Linked DNA regions of Sus scrofa: region 2 is linked to region 1. A link is a contact called in public Hi-C data. All regions are on one chromosome and are shown on one strand. The core of a region is the stretch at or near the end of the contact, and the rest is flanking DNA. Distances in the headings are between cores, read along the strand shown.

Region 1 (6,801 bases), core at 4,047-6,546:
GACATAGCAATGCCAAATCCAAGCTGAGTCTGTGACCCATACCGCAGCTCAAGGCAATGTTGGATATTTTAACCCACTGAGCAGGGCCAGGAATCAAACCCAAATCCTTGTGGATACTAGTCATGTTCATTTCCACTGAGCCACAACAGAACTCGCACAACTAATTAATTATTAATGGCGAAACACTAAATACTCTTCCCCTAATACTGGAAAGAAATCGAGTTTCTCTGCCCTTGACACTTCTATTTATTGGAGGTCTTTGCCAGTTCAATAAGGGGAAAAAAAGAAGCACAATGCACTCAGATTGAAAAGGAAGAACTGGAGTTCCCGTCGTGGTGCAGTGCTTAACGAATCTGACTAGGAACCATGAGGTTGTAGGTTCAATCCCTGCCCTTGCTCAGTGGGTTAACGACCCGGCGTTGCCATGAGCTGTGGTGTAGGTTACAGATGCGGCTCGGATTCCGTGTTGCTGTGGCTCTGGCCTAGGCCAGCGGCTACAGCTTGGATTAGACCCCTAGCCTGGAAACCTCCATGTGCCGCAGAAGCAGCCCAAGAAATAGCAAAAAGACAAAAAAAAAAAAAGAAAAGGAAGAACTATATATACTCCTATTTGCACATGGCATGAAAATTTGTATAGAAAATTGTAAGGAATCAACTACAAAAATAAACTTTCTAAATATAATACATGTGTTTAACTAAGATATCACTTGTAAACTAACATGTGAGCTTAACTAAGTCAATATATTTAAATCAATAGTATATCTACATACTAACAGCAAATATTGGGACAGTGAATTTAAAAAATAATCTCATAACACCATTAAAAGCATAAAATATTTGGAATAAATTTTATAAAAGATATGTAAGCCCTGTACACTGAAAACAACAAAATATTGCAAAGGTAAATTAAAGAAGACTTAAATAAATGGAGATATATACTACATTTCTGGAGTTCCCATCATGGCACAGCAGAAAACAGGAACCATGAGGTTGCAGGTTCCATCCCTGGCCTCCTTCAGTGGGTTGGGGATCCAGCATTGCCGTGAGCTGCATCATAGGTCAAAGGTGCAGCTTGGATCCTGCGTTGATGTGGCTGTGGTGTGGGCTGGCAGCTATAGCTCTGAATTGACCCCTAGCCTGGGAACATCCATATGCCCCAAGTGCAGCCCCCCCCAAAAAAACCCCCAAATATAGTACATTTATGGATATATAGATTAGATATTGTTAAGATGCCAGTTGTCCACAAAATGATCTATAGGTTCAATTAAATGTCAGTGAACTTCCTTTAGAAATTTACAGGACAATTGTAAAATGCATATGGAAAAGCAAAGGATCTGGAATAGCCAAAATAATTTTGGAAAAGTAGAACAAAGCTGGAAAATTTATACTACCTGACTTCAAGTTTTATTACAAAGTTAAGGCAGTAAAGATAGTATGGTATCTACATAAGGATAGACAAATAAACCTATACAACAGACTAAAAAGTCCACAAATAGACACAATTATGTGATCAGCTGCTTCTGACAAAGGAATTAACATAAATTAAATGGGAAAAGGCAATTCTTTACAACAAATGGTGCTGGAGCTACCGAATTTCTCCCACATTGCAAATGACCACAAAAAAGTGCTCAATATCATTATTTACAGTCAAGTGAATATCACAACCACAGAGATACCACTCCACATCCACTACAATGGTTTAAAAGTTAAAAGACTGACAACACCAAATATTAACAAAGATGCGGAGCAAGTGGAACTCTCATACTTTCTTGATGAGAATTCAAAATAGTCCAAATACTTTGAAAAATATTTGGTCATTTGTTATAAAATTAAATATGTTCATTTGACCAAGAAATTCTACTCTCCGTAACTTACCCAGGAAAAGTGAAAACCAGGTAACAAAAAGACTTGTATAACAATGTTAATCACAGCTCTATCTATAAAAAATAAAAACTGGAAGCAGCTCAGTGTCCTTCAACAGGTGAGTGAATAAACAAAGTGTGGTATAATCATAAAATGGAATACTACTCAGCAATAAAAATAGTAAAGGAGTATATGATGTTTCATTCCATTAATGTGAAATTCGAGGAGTTCCCATTGTGGTACAGCAGAAATGAATTCGACTAGGAACCATGAGGTTGAGGGTTCAATCCCTGGCTTTGCTCAGTGCGTTAAGGATCCAGCGTTGCTGTGAGCTGTTGTGTAGGTTGCAGACGCACCTCGGAATCCCACGTTGTTGTGGCTGTGGTGTAGGCCATCGGCTATAGTTCCAATTAGACCCCTAGCCTGTGAACCTCCACATGCCACAGGTGCGACCCTGAAACGACCAAAAAAAAGGAAATTTGAAAAGGCTATAACTCATTTATGTGAGAAGTGTATGATTCTATTTGTATGAAGTTCTGGAAAGGTAAAACTAATACATGGGAAGAAGGAGGAGGAGGGGAGGAGGAAGGAGAGAAGGGAAGTAGTGGCCTCTTTGAAGGGTGGGTGACTGGGAAAGATCACTAGGGGGACTTCTGGGGTGATGGGAATCTTGATAGAGCGTGATTCATTTTCCAGGGGGTTGGAAATTACTCTGTGTCTTGATGGGAGCATATTCATTTTGTAAATTGTAACTTTAAGCTATGTACATTTCAGCATAGGTACATTTTTGCCTTAAAGAATTTACAATTATTATTGCAATTGAAGGGGAGTAGGGAGGGGTAGAGATGAAACACGAATGCTAGGATGCCAAGAGTTGCTGTGTGATGGATAGAAGAAGGTTTGTTATTTTGTATATGTTTGAGATTTTCCATAATAAAAACTTTAAAATAGATGAACATAAATGCACTGCCACCAACTGTTAACTCATGGCCAGTCTAGTTTGATTTTCAACCCCTTCAACCCCTTACGATTTTGCAGCAATTTCTTATTGAGCCCCTGCTCTGTTGCCATGCCCTGGACTGCGGTCCATGTGGGGAGCAACAAAAAGGACAGACAAAGCCTTGATGCCAAGGCATTCAGGAGGAGAACAGGTAAACAGGTAAACTGTGAATGAATAAGGCAATTTCACATGGTGAGGTTATGACAACTAGCTATGGCAGAGAGTGACTTGGTGGGTGGGGCTGGCCACCCGTTCTTTATTGGGGTGGTTTAAGAAGGCTTCTTTGAGAGCCAAGATTGAATGAGAAGGAAAGCCCCCATGGGAAGGATCCTCTTTCAAAGCCAAGGCCCTGGGGCAGGTCTGAGCAGGACATGTTGAATGAGAGAGAGAAAGAAGATTAATGTGAGGAGCAGTATGAGTGTAGGAGGGTGAGACAAGGTGAGGTTCAAGGTGGGGCAGTGACCACCACATGGGGCCCTGGAGAGCACTGCTAGGAGCTTGTGTGCCAAGTGCAAGGAGGAGCTTGAAGAGAATTCGGAGCAGGGATGCTCCATGTCCCCCCAAATGATTTACATTTTAAGAAGACTACTTTGTCTGCCCTGTGAAGGATGGATAGGGAGAGAGGAGGTAGGAAATGAACGTAGAGGACCAACGTAGGGGTGTATGCAAAAGAAGAGAGGATCTCCAGGGCGTCAGGAGAAGTGGGCAGAGACATGATTTGCTCCTGAGGGGTTGACGGCAGACCCTGTGGACGGCGTGGCTACATGGGGTGGGAAGAGGAAGCAGCAGTGGGCCTCGGTGAGGCTGAGAAGGAGTAAGACTGGGCGCAGGGCAGGCTGGTGGGGGAAGTCAAGGATGAAGGCTGAGGATATGGGTTTGATCCCTGGCCTAGCTCAGTGGGTTAAGGATCTGGTGTTGCTGTGAGCTGTGGTGTAGGTCTCAGGTGAAGCTCAGGTCCTGCATTGCTGTGGCTGTGGTGTAGGCTGGCAGCTGTAGCTCCGATTCCATATGCCTCCATATGCCTCGGGTGCAGCCCTAAAAAAGCAAAAAAAAAAAAAAAAAAAAAAGAGAGAGATAAAGTAAGGAAACATTGCTTTATAAATGACAAGAAGAGGATGAATTTCCTCTAAAATACAAAGATCTCCTAGAAATTGATAAACAATTTAATGAAGATTTCATTTCACAAAAGAAAATGCAAGCCATAAGAAATAAATAGAGGCTTGATTCCACTGATAAGTGAACTAATGATCTTTACATTTTCACGGATCCAATTCGAATCAGCTTTTTCAGACATTGATACTGGGAATGTGAATTGCTACAATCTTTTTTGGATGATCCAGCAAATTAAAATGTGGATATTGTTTCCCTCAGTAATTTATCTTTTAGGAATTTAGAGAAAAGAAATAAAAAGCATTCGTGAGTTTTGCTGCTTCACTATTTGAACTAGCAAATCACTGAAAAAAAATTAAATGTTCATCAACAGGAAGTGGTTAAATAAATTACAGCTCATTACATTTTGTAATATTGTCAGCTCTTTAAAAGCTTATTGAAAACTACATAAACTGACCTGGAGAGATGTCTGTGACCTATTGTTAAGGAAAAATGTAAGAGTAGTAAACCATTCTATTTTTGGTTTTCTTTTTTTGTGTGTATCTTGGGGGGGTGTTTGTTTATTTGTCTTTTGCTTTTTAGGGCCACACCGGAGGCATATGGAAGTTCCCAGGCTAGGGGTCAAATCGAAGCTACAGCTGCCAGCCTATCCCAGAGCCACAGCAACATGAGATCCAGGCCATGTCTGAGACTTACACCACAGCTCATGGTAATGCAGGATCCTTAACCCACTGATTTGTTTCCACTGTGCTAAAATGGGAACTCCCGGTATCTTTTGTTGTTGTTGTTGTTGTGTGTATGTGGAAACTGAGGATATTTATACATTTGTACATGTGCTTATGTGTGTAAGGACATAGAAGGAGGAGACACCCAACTGTTAATGCTGATCACCTCACAGAAGTAGGATGGGGGAGTTCCCGTGGTGGCGCAGTGGTTAACGAATCTGACTGGGAACCATGAGGTTGCAGGTTCGATCCCTGCCCTTGCTCAGTGGGTTAACGATCCGGCGTTGCGGCGAGCTGTGGTGTAGGTGGCAGACGCGGCTCGGATTCTGCGTTGCTGTGGCTCTGGCGTAGGCCGGTGGCTACAGCTCCGATTCGACCCCTAGCCTGGGAACCTCCATATGCCGCGGGAGCGGCCCAAGAAATGGCAAAAAGAAAAAAAAAAGAAAAAAAAGCAGGAAAAAATAAAATAAAATAAGCTCGCTAGTGCACCTGCCCAGAGCAGGCTGGACTGGAGACCAGAAACCGCGCTTCTCGCAGCTGCCCCCTTGCGGGCCTCGCTTCCGCCTACCCGGGTGCAAGTCAGTGCCCGGGCTTGAAAATCTAGGGGGCGATGGCGGTTGAGGAAATGACCACCGGTATGAGAGGAGGCTATCAATCAGATAAAGACCAGAAGCAGGCGTCAGACTCGGCTTTCAACCTAGCCACCCCGGCCCAATCAAGCTGCTCCGCACAGCCTCTTGTACTAAGCGATCCGCGCCTGGCCAGCGAGGACCGCTAGGGACCTGGAGGCGGGCCCGGCGCAGGGAGGGCGGGCCAGCGCAGGGGACCGGACGCAAAGGAACCGGAACCCTTCAGCTGAGGGCGCCTGTTTCCAGAGGGAGCTCGGATCCTGACGTCAAAGTTTCCAGCCGGCTTTCGGAGTCTCTTTGCGTCCCTGCGTATCAGAGATGTGGAATTGGCGGTGACGATGAGGCAGAAGCACTACCTTGAGGCTGCGGCATGGAAACTACAAGATAGCTGCCCGGGCCAGGCCCGCTATCTCCTGTAAGAGAGGGAAAGAGGACGGGGAAGCGGGAGGCGAGAGGGTGTGAACTAGTCCCTTATGAGTCTCTTTCTCTTTTGCAGCTGGGCCTACAGTTCGTCACACGGTAGGGAGGACGCCCGTTCGTTATGGGTCAGGCTTGCGTCGCCTCGCTCCCCTCCATTCTGCACAGCGCTCAGAATGGTCCAAAAAAAATCTGATCCATTCTCTGCCATCACAACCTCCTATCCCGCCTCGGCCAGGCGTCTCAGTTTCGCAAAAAAAAAAAAAAAAAAAAAAAAAATCCAAATTGCTTAACGTGCCTTAGTTTTCCTGACCTGTTAGCAGCACTTGACGCTTTGATCAGTCTACTTGAAATAGTTTCCTCACTTGGCTTCCAGGTCATTACAAAGTTCACCTCCTACTTCTTTAGCCAATACCTCTCCTTCCTGCTGATTTCCCCAACTTACAAATGTTGGAGTTCCCAAGGACTCAACCTTTGGGCATCTTTTCTAGCTACACTCAATTCCTTGGTGACAATATTTCATCCAGTCTCATGGCTTTTAAACTCTGAATACTGAGGTCTTCCAAATTCATATCCCCAATCTAGACCACTCTGTGGAATCCTAGACTCATCCAGATGCCTTTTTTTCTTCCCCCTTTTTTACTACAGCACCTGAGGCATATGGAACTTCTGAGGGGCCAGGGGTAGAATTGGAGATGCAGCTGTCCCCGCAAGCCACAGCCATGGCAACACCAAATCCACCAAATCCAAGCCCCATCTGCAGCCTACACTCAATACTGGATCCTTAACCCATTGAGTGAGGCCAGGAATCAAACCTACGTCCTCATGGATACCATGTTGGGCTCTTAACCTGCTGAGCCACAACGGGAATGTCCCAGATGCCTTCTTGACAACTTTTTTTGAATCTCACATTAAGCTAAAACTTGAGCTTTACCATTGGCTTTAAATACACCCAATATCATGAGTTTCCTTCATGGCTCAGTGGTTAACGACTCCAACTAGAATCCATGAGGATTCGGGTTTGATCCCTGGCTTCCTTCAGTGGGTTAAGGATCTG
Region 2 (7,814 bases), core at 3,100-5,599, 99 kb after region 1:
GCTCAGATCCCGTGTTGCTCTGGCTGTGGCATAGGCCAGCAGCTCTGTTTCGACCCCTGACCTGGGAACCTCCATGTGCCACAGGCGCAGCACTAAAAAAAAAAGAAAAAAAAATTTTTTTTACATGAATAATGATGCAGTCACTGTGGAAAACAGTCTGGAAGATCCCGTCATGGCTCAATGGTTAACAAATCCAACTAGGAACCATGAGGTTGTGGGTTCGATCCCTGGCGTTGCTCAGTGGGTTAAGGATCCAGCGTTGCTGGGAGCTGTGGTGTAGGTTGCAGACGCGGCTTGGATTGGTGTTGCTGTGGCTCTGGTAGGCTGTCCGCTACAGCTCCGATCAGACTCCTGGCAGGGGAACCTCCATATGCTGCAGGAGCGGACCTAGAAAAGGTAAAAAGACAAAAAAAGAAAACAGTCTGGCAATTCCTCAACAGGTTAACCACAGAGTTCATATATGACCTAGGATTCTACTCCTATGTATATATCCAAGAAAAATTAAAACATTCCACACAAAAACCTGTACACAAATGTTCACAGCAGTATTGTTCATAATAGCCAAAAAGTGAAAGCAACCTAAATGTCCATCAACTGATGGATAAATTCATACAATGGATTATTTGGCCATAGAAAGGAATGAAACACTAAACACATGCTATGATAAGTGTGACCCTAGAAGATGTTATCCTAACCAAAGGAAGACTAGTCACAGAAGATTCCATTTAAGGCAAATCTACAGAAACAAAGTAAATCAGCAGTTGCCTAGATCTGGGGAAGAGGCAATGATGGCCAAAATGGAACTTCTTTTTGGGTAATGAAAATGTTCTAAAATTTATCATGGTGATGGTTTTCCAACAATATGATATACTAAAAGCCAAATGGGTGAATTGTATGGTATGTTAATTATATCTCAATAGAGCTGCTACAAAACAATAACAAAATGGTCACTTATGTTTTTCTACTGCATTTATCAGGGAAATAAGAGCTACTCTGGTCTTCATAAAGTCCATGGGGTGTATCTCTCCTGACAGGTTTTCTCATTCTTTAAAGGAGACAAAGATAAGAAAAGTAGACAAAGAGGAGAAATCTTCATAATCGCATGGTTACCATGTCTGATAAATCATCTTACCTACTCATTCTTACATTCTGAGCAGTTATTTTTCCTACCAATGTGACATTTCTGTCTTCTTTAAACACTTGAAGGAACTAAAGGGTGCCTAGCTTAACACAAAATCTTCAACTAATTTTCCGTAATTTATTTCTTGATTTATTTCAAACTTGATCAATTCCTTTTAAAAAAAATACTTATTTTGCAGGGATAACGTAAGTATTCAAGACATCACAGTAATGTCTAAAACAATGACTGGTACTCAGCAAATTACTGTCATTATCATTATGCTTCAGGAGATGGAGGATCCTAAAGTTGACGAGCAAAACTGCAGACAACCATGAGGACATAAAGCTATGCCCTACAAAGGCACAGTCATGTGTCAAGGAAAGGAAACCTCTGGCGGATAATCTCACATCACACTGACAATCAGCAGCCCAGTCATCACCACTACTGGTATTACTACCATTTCTATCATCTCATCATCACCCAAACTACTCTCCTCCTAAAGCATTTATTTATGTGTCTTTAACTTTTTCTATTTATGAAACGTTTAAATGTAAGGAAACATTTCCAAACTCAGCTAAAAGTACATCTTATTCTTTTCCCCCATTTGTTTCAAAAAATGTTTTAAATATATGTACTATAAGGTAACACAGATCCCTTCTCATTTCCTCTCTCCTTTAAGGCAACAACTACCTTGGACTATGGTGTTAATCATTACTATGCACGTTCTAGCAATAACTACAGATATCTGGAAACAATATAGAGTATTGTTTTGCATGTTTTCAAACTTTCACCGAATGGCATACTGGTCTGCCCCTTTCTTTCTTAGCTCAACATTTTGCTTCTTTGTTGTTCTTTAATTCAATCATGTTGTTTCTTTCACGTAGCTCTAGTTCATTCCTGAAAACCACTGGACCGTATTATATTGCATGAATGTCAAAATATATTTATCATACTCTAACTAGTAAGATGTTTAAACTGTTTATCTAATTTTGCTATTAAGAGGCTACAACAGGAGTTCCCATCGGCTTAGTGGTTAACGAATCCACCTAGGAACCATGAGGTTGCCGAGTTTGATCCCTGGCCTTGCTCAGCTTAAGGATCCAGTGATGCAGTGAGCTGTGGTGTAGGCCGGTGGCTACAGCTCCAATTAGACCCCTAGCCTGGGAACCTCCATATGCCACGGGTGTGGCCCTAAAAAGACAAAAAAAAAAAAGACTACAATAAACATAATTCCTTGAGTGTCCAAGATATAATCACGGAAGAACTACTAGATCAAAAGATATATACCTTCAACTTCATTAGAGGTTGCTAAGACCATCCCTTTTTTACACTACAATCAGCAATTGAAGAGAGTTCCTGTTTCCTGTCTTCCTTCCCAATTTTTGGTATTATCATGCTTTTAAATTTTGCAAACCAAAGGGTATAAAGTGGTACTTCATTGATTTTCCTTGATTAGTAAGATTAAGTATCATTTACTGGTCTTTCCGGTTTCTCTAATGTGAAATGCCTTTAACAGTATGTCCATCTTTCTACTGATCTGTGGTAGTTCTTAGAAACAGTCTGGGTACCAATCCTTACACTCTTTTCAAAAAAAAAAAAGTATATATACACCTGTTGCTGATTTTCATATCTAGCAAGGCAAAAAAGCAAATACAATACCTGCCTTCTCAAAGTTCACAGCTATTTTCCAGACATTTATATTTGTGTTTCTCAAACCTTTTTGGCTACTTATAGGTGAATTCCTCCATGAGAGCCAATACACATACACTTACATATGAAGTGAAAAACAGAGCTCTACGTCAACTTCTTCTAATGGATCAATCACAAGCAAACACACAAGAAAATGAGTTTGTCTCCATTCTACATAGCCAACGCCACATTTTGGCTCTCATATTAATTTATCATATGGCTTTCTTACGGATCAGTACTTAAACATTTATTTTGATGAAGAACATGTTGTTAAAACCCTTAATTAATAAATAACCATCATATCTGATACATCAGGGTGTTTGAAACAACAATTGAAAGAGCCCACTACCTATACCTAATTAAGAATTAAGGTACAAATCCAGACTAAGCAGACGAAATATTTTAATTTTCAGTCGCGCTATCATACAATCAGTTCTTGGATAAATTGGCTCTGCAGTCATAGCAAAATGATTCTTCTAGATATTTTAGTGACAGCAAGACTACTGCTCGAAAAGTTAACTTCATTTACAGAAACACTATCGAATGCTTTGTAAAATAAAGACACTGCCCCAGAGGCGTATAATCATAGAGCAAGAAAGGACCTTACCTCACTTAATCTAACTCCCTCATTTTCAGGCACTTGCAATTCAGAAATAAAGAAATTTCCCTAATTCAGGTCCTCTAAAATCTACAAATTCAGGATTTTTTCCATTGCATCACGCATCTTATTTTAGGTTTCCCAGCTCTAAACTCTGACTCCTCTATTAATTTTATAAGATTGAGATGATGTGTCACAGAAATAGGTATTTCCCAACCGCATACAGATCTTTTCCTGTGCACATTTCCCAATTTCCCCCCATCCTCCATTATAATGTACACAATTAAAAAACAAAACACCTGACTGCAATTAGGTGCAGAGTCCTGAGCCCCTGGCTACTGTCTCCGCGTTAAATCAACAGAAGTATCGGTTCTTTATTCCTTATTCAACAGCCTACTAAGCGCCGACTTTGCAGGAAGAGCAGCGCACAACACTTCTCCCCGCCCGCAGACCACGGACACCAGGGAGCCCCGGGCGCTCGGTAGTGGGGGTTCGGGGCGGCGGTGAGGTGGGGTCGCTGGGGTAATGGGGGCCTCAAGGAGCAGGGCGCAGGGTTTGGGGGACCTCAGGGACCCGGCCGGGTGGGAGGGAGCGGCAGAAAGGCGAGGCCGTCTTACCTTTCCGCAGCTCCCGCTCCCACACGGTGACGATGGGCCGCGAGTGCTTGCGGTGGTGGATCAGCCACAGGGACAAGGTCTGCACGCTCTGCTGCGAGTTGCTCAACTCCGACAGCTTCTTCTCCAGCGCCGCCTCAGAGAAGGCGGACATCCCTCCGACACCTCGTTCACGCCGTCCCACGCGGTGGGGCTGAGGGGTGGAGAGTTTCGCCGCCCCAGCCGCGGCCTCGCCCCCTCACCCCACCCTTGCCCACGCCCTCAACACTGGGGCCGCCACATCCAAGACCCGCCGGGAACCAGCAAGATGGCGTCTAGCCGGCAGTGATGTCACGGACGACCCACGCCCCGCCCTCTGAACAGAAGCGGCCAAGAGGTGGGACCTCCAAGCGGAAGGGGCGGGGCTGAGCCTAGAGATAGAGAGGCAGTGGGGCGGTACTGCCGAGGTCAAGGCCGGAGAAGGGGCGGGTGTGCCAGGCCTTGAACTCTCCTGCTGGGAGAAAGTATTTCTATCAAGGGGTCTTTAAAAACCTCTACATAGGTGTGTAAATTTGGTATAGCCACTTTGGAAAAGTATTTGGGGTGATATATTACATTTTAAAATATACCTTTCTGGTGACCTTGAGATTTCACTAAGTGCTGTCAGTGCTAGGGAACCCCAGCATGTTTGCCCATGCAGCTGTATGCTAGCTTTATGGTCCAGCTCAGTAACAGCAAAGAGCTGGGACTTTCGCAGCAACTAAATGGCTAAATTAACTGTGATACTTCATATTACAAAATACATGCAGCAGCTTAAAATATTCATAAATCCAATGGTGAATTGGGTTTTTTTTTAAGTTGTAAAAGGAAAACTACAGTATAACATTGTTTTATAAAAGTATACATTTTATATTAATTCATAAGTATGTAAATGCATGGCAAAAGGTCTGGAAAAATACGCATAACATAAATAGTTGTGTGGAGGATTAGAACTGGAACCCTTAAGCTGTGTCTGTATTGTTTTTATTTTTTACAAGAACATATTTATGTATTGTGTAATTTAAAATAGATTTCAGAAATCTCATAACCCAGCACATTTTGACCTTGTACTTGTGTTAACTATGATAAATCACAAAGGACACAGAAAGATGGATACTGTTGTACTCTAATATTAATATAAGAAACTTCAAGATAGGTACACAAGGAATCACAGGAGTTCCTAAACCATCTTTTGAGAAGCACTGTTCCAGAACTTTCACCAAGTAGTCATCGAATATTCCTTTTTACTTGATCATAAGTATCTTCTCTTTCCTTTTTGTTTTTTAAGGGCCACACCTGCGGCATATGGAAGTTCCCAGGCTAGGGGATGAATCAGAGCCTACACCACAGCCACAGAAACACAAAATATGATCCCCATCTGCAACCTATGCCACAGCTTGCAGCACTAACCCACTGAGAGAAGCCGGGGATTGAACCCGCATCCTCATGGATACTAGTCAGGTTCTTAACCCGCTGAGCCAGAATGGGAACTCCAGGTTTTCCTTTCTTAAATTTCACATTAGGCTGTAATGTTCCTAACAAAACAGAAGCAGGCCTCTCAGGATATAAACAATACTCAAAGGCCATTCTGACATTGTAGTAGAATAAGTGAGTCAAGAGTCAAGGCCACCTTGAAACCATGAAAACTACCAATATTCTCTTTTAACTACATCAGTGATTACAGCTGTTTTACCAGTGATAGCTCTAACCCAATCTCAATCCTTTGGCATTCCAGATAAAAATTACCAAAGACCTACCCAATCGCCAAACTGTCTCTCCTTCCTGAACAGAACCCAATCCAGAACAGACTCCTGCTTTCCATAAAGCCTGTTTAGAATCACTAGAATCACCCAGCACAGGCTCTTGTATTAAACTCTTTGAATTCCCGTGTTTTTTTTTTTTTTTTTTTTTTTTTTTTGGCATTTTAAGGCCAAATCTGCAGCACATAAAATTTCTTGGGCTAGCAGTCAAATCAGAGCTGCAGCTGCCAGCCTATACCAGAGCCATAGCCACACAGGATCCGAGGTGCATCTGCAACCTACACCACAGCTCACGGCAATGCCAGATCCTTAACCCCCTAGGTGAAGCCAGGGATCAAACCTTCATCCTCATAGATACTAGTCAGGTTCCTTACTGCTGAGCCACAACAGGAACTCCCACCAATTACTGCTTAATGATACATCCCCACAGTTCTCTTCTTTGCTGCAGCAATCTGAATAAACCTGACTTTAACTTTAGGTTGTTCTTGTGGTCTGTAGCTGATGAGTTTTGATATAGGACACACATCAAACCTTTTATAATGGTTTAGATAGGTAAGAAAATGGATAAATTCTTCTTTGCAATGTTTATATTTCAGTATGGTTTGAATTTTTGACACAAGCATGTATTAGTTGTACAGAAAAAAAATAAGAAATATATTTTGATTAGGGGAGGGGAGGGACCTTCATTGGGACCTATAAGAAAAAGGTCATAGAGGGTTCTGGCTGTGGCAGAGTGGGTTAGGAATCCGACTGCAGTGGCTCGGGTGACTGTGGAAGCACACGTTCGATCCCTGGACTAGCACAGTGGGTTAAGGATCCAGTGTGGCTGTAGCTGTAGTGTAGGTTGCAACTGTGGCTCAGATTCAATCCCTGGCCCAGGAACTTTTGTATGACATGGGTTTGGCCATAGAAAAGAAAAGAAGAGGAAAAGGTCATAGCCTTGGTTTGACATACAAGGCTCCCATTAACTCAGTTCTACCACTCCTAGCAGCACCATCAGCCATCTCCCCGCTCTGTGTTTTTTAGCCCCAGCAATGACAAACTTATCTAATTATTTCCCAAATCCTAAACAATTCCATTTTCCACTTAAAGATGCAAGCAATATCTTCCCTGCAACCACCTGTACCCTCCTTCCCAAAATAAAGTTATTTTAAAATTGATTATAATCAATGGAAGGATGGACAAACAAAATGTAGTATATGCATACGATGTGCTATTGTTCAGCCATAAAAAGGAATGAAATTCTGATACATGTTACAACATGGGTAAACTTTTTTTTTTTTTTTTGCTTTTTAGGGCCATACCCTCAGCATATGGAAGTTCCCAGCCTAGGGGTCAAATCAGAGCTGTGGCTACACCACAGCCACAGCAACGCAAGATCCAAGTCTCAGCTGCAACCTGCACCACAGCTCATGCAGTGTCGGGTCCCGGACCCACTGAGAGAGGCCGAGGATCAAATCCCATCCTCACAGATATGAGTGGGATTCATTTCTGCTGCACCACAACAGGAACTGCCAACTGTAAACTTCAAAAATATTACGCTAAGTGAAATAAGCCTGACATAAAAGGATAAATATCATATGACTCCAGTGATATGAAGTATCTACATAGGGAAATCCACAGAGACATAAAGTAGAATAGAGGTTACCAGTAGTTGGGAGGAGGAAGGAATGAGGACTTATTGTTTAATGAACACAGAATTCCTATTCGGGATGATGAAAAAGTTCTGCAAATAGATAGTGGTGATGCTTGCTCAATGTTGTGAATGTATTTAATGCCATTTAATTGTACACTAAAAAATGGTTAAATGGTTTTTGTTTTATTTTTTCTTTTTTGGCCACCTTGGGGCATGTGGAATTCCCAGTCCAGGGATCAGATCCAAGCCGCATTTGTGACCTACAGCACAGCTATGGCAACTCAGGATCCTTTTAACCTGCTATGCCAGGCCAGGGATCAAACCTGCATCCTGGCACTGCAGAGATGCTGCTAATCCCAGTGAGCCATAGTAGCAACTC

What was found. Hi-C and Micro-C count contacts between places; a contact is called where the count stands out from the background.
Region 2: a contact with region 1 is called in a Hi-C map of liver, with 7 times the contacts expected there. The contact joins the promoter of RPRD1A here to the promoter of C6H18orf21 in region 1. A contact is called at or near these places in 2 of 5 promoter capture datasets (fetal liver and liver), 21 of 47 Hi-C or Micro-C datasets (alveolar macrophages, blood, brain and 8 more) and 2 of 2 datasets of contacts at active chromatin or transcription factors (alveolar macrophages and skeletal muscle).

Annotation. Positions count from the first base shown.
Region 1 is chr6:119,730,092-119,736,892 of Sscrofa11.1, forward strand. It overlaps C6H18orf21 (UPF0711 protein C18orf21 homolog), which reads left to right and starts at 5,297. Exons shown (of 5, transcript XM_003356410.3): 1 at 5,297-5,742; 2 at 5,824-5,846. The coding sequence starts at 5,666.
Region 2 is chr6:119,829,673-119,837,486 of Sscrofa11.1, forward strand. RPRD1A (regulation of nuclear pre-mRNA domain-containing protein 1A) reads right to left here and starts at 4,350. Exons shown (of 7, transcript XM_003356411.5): 1 at 4,025-4,350. The coding sequence starts at 4,175.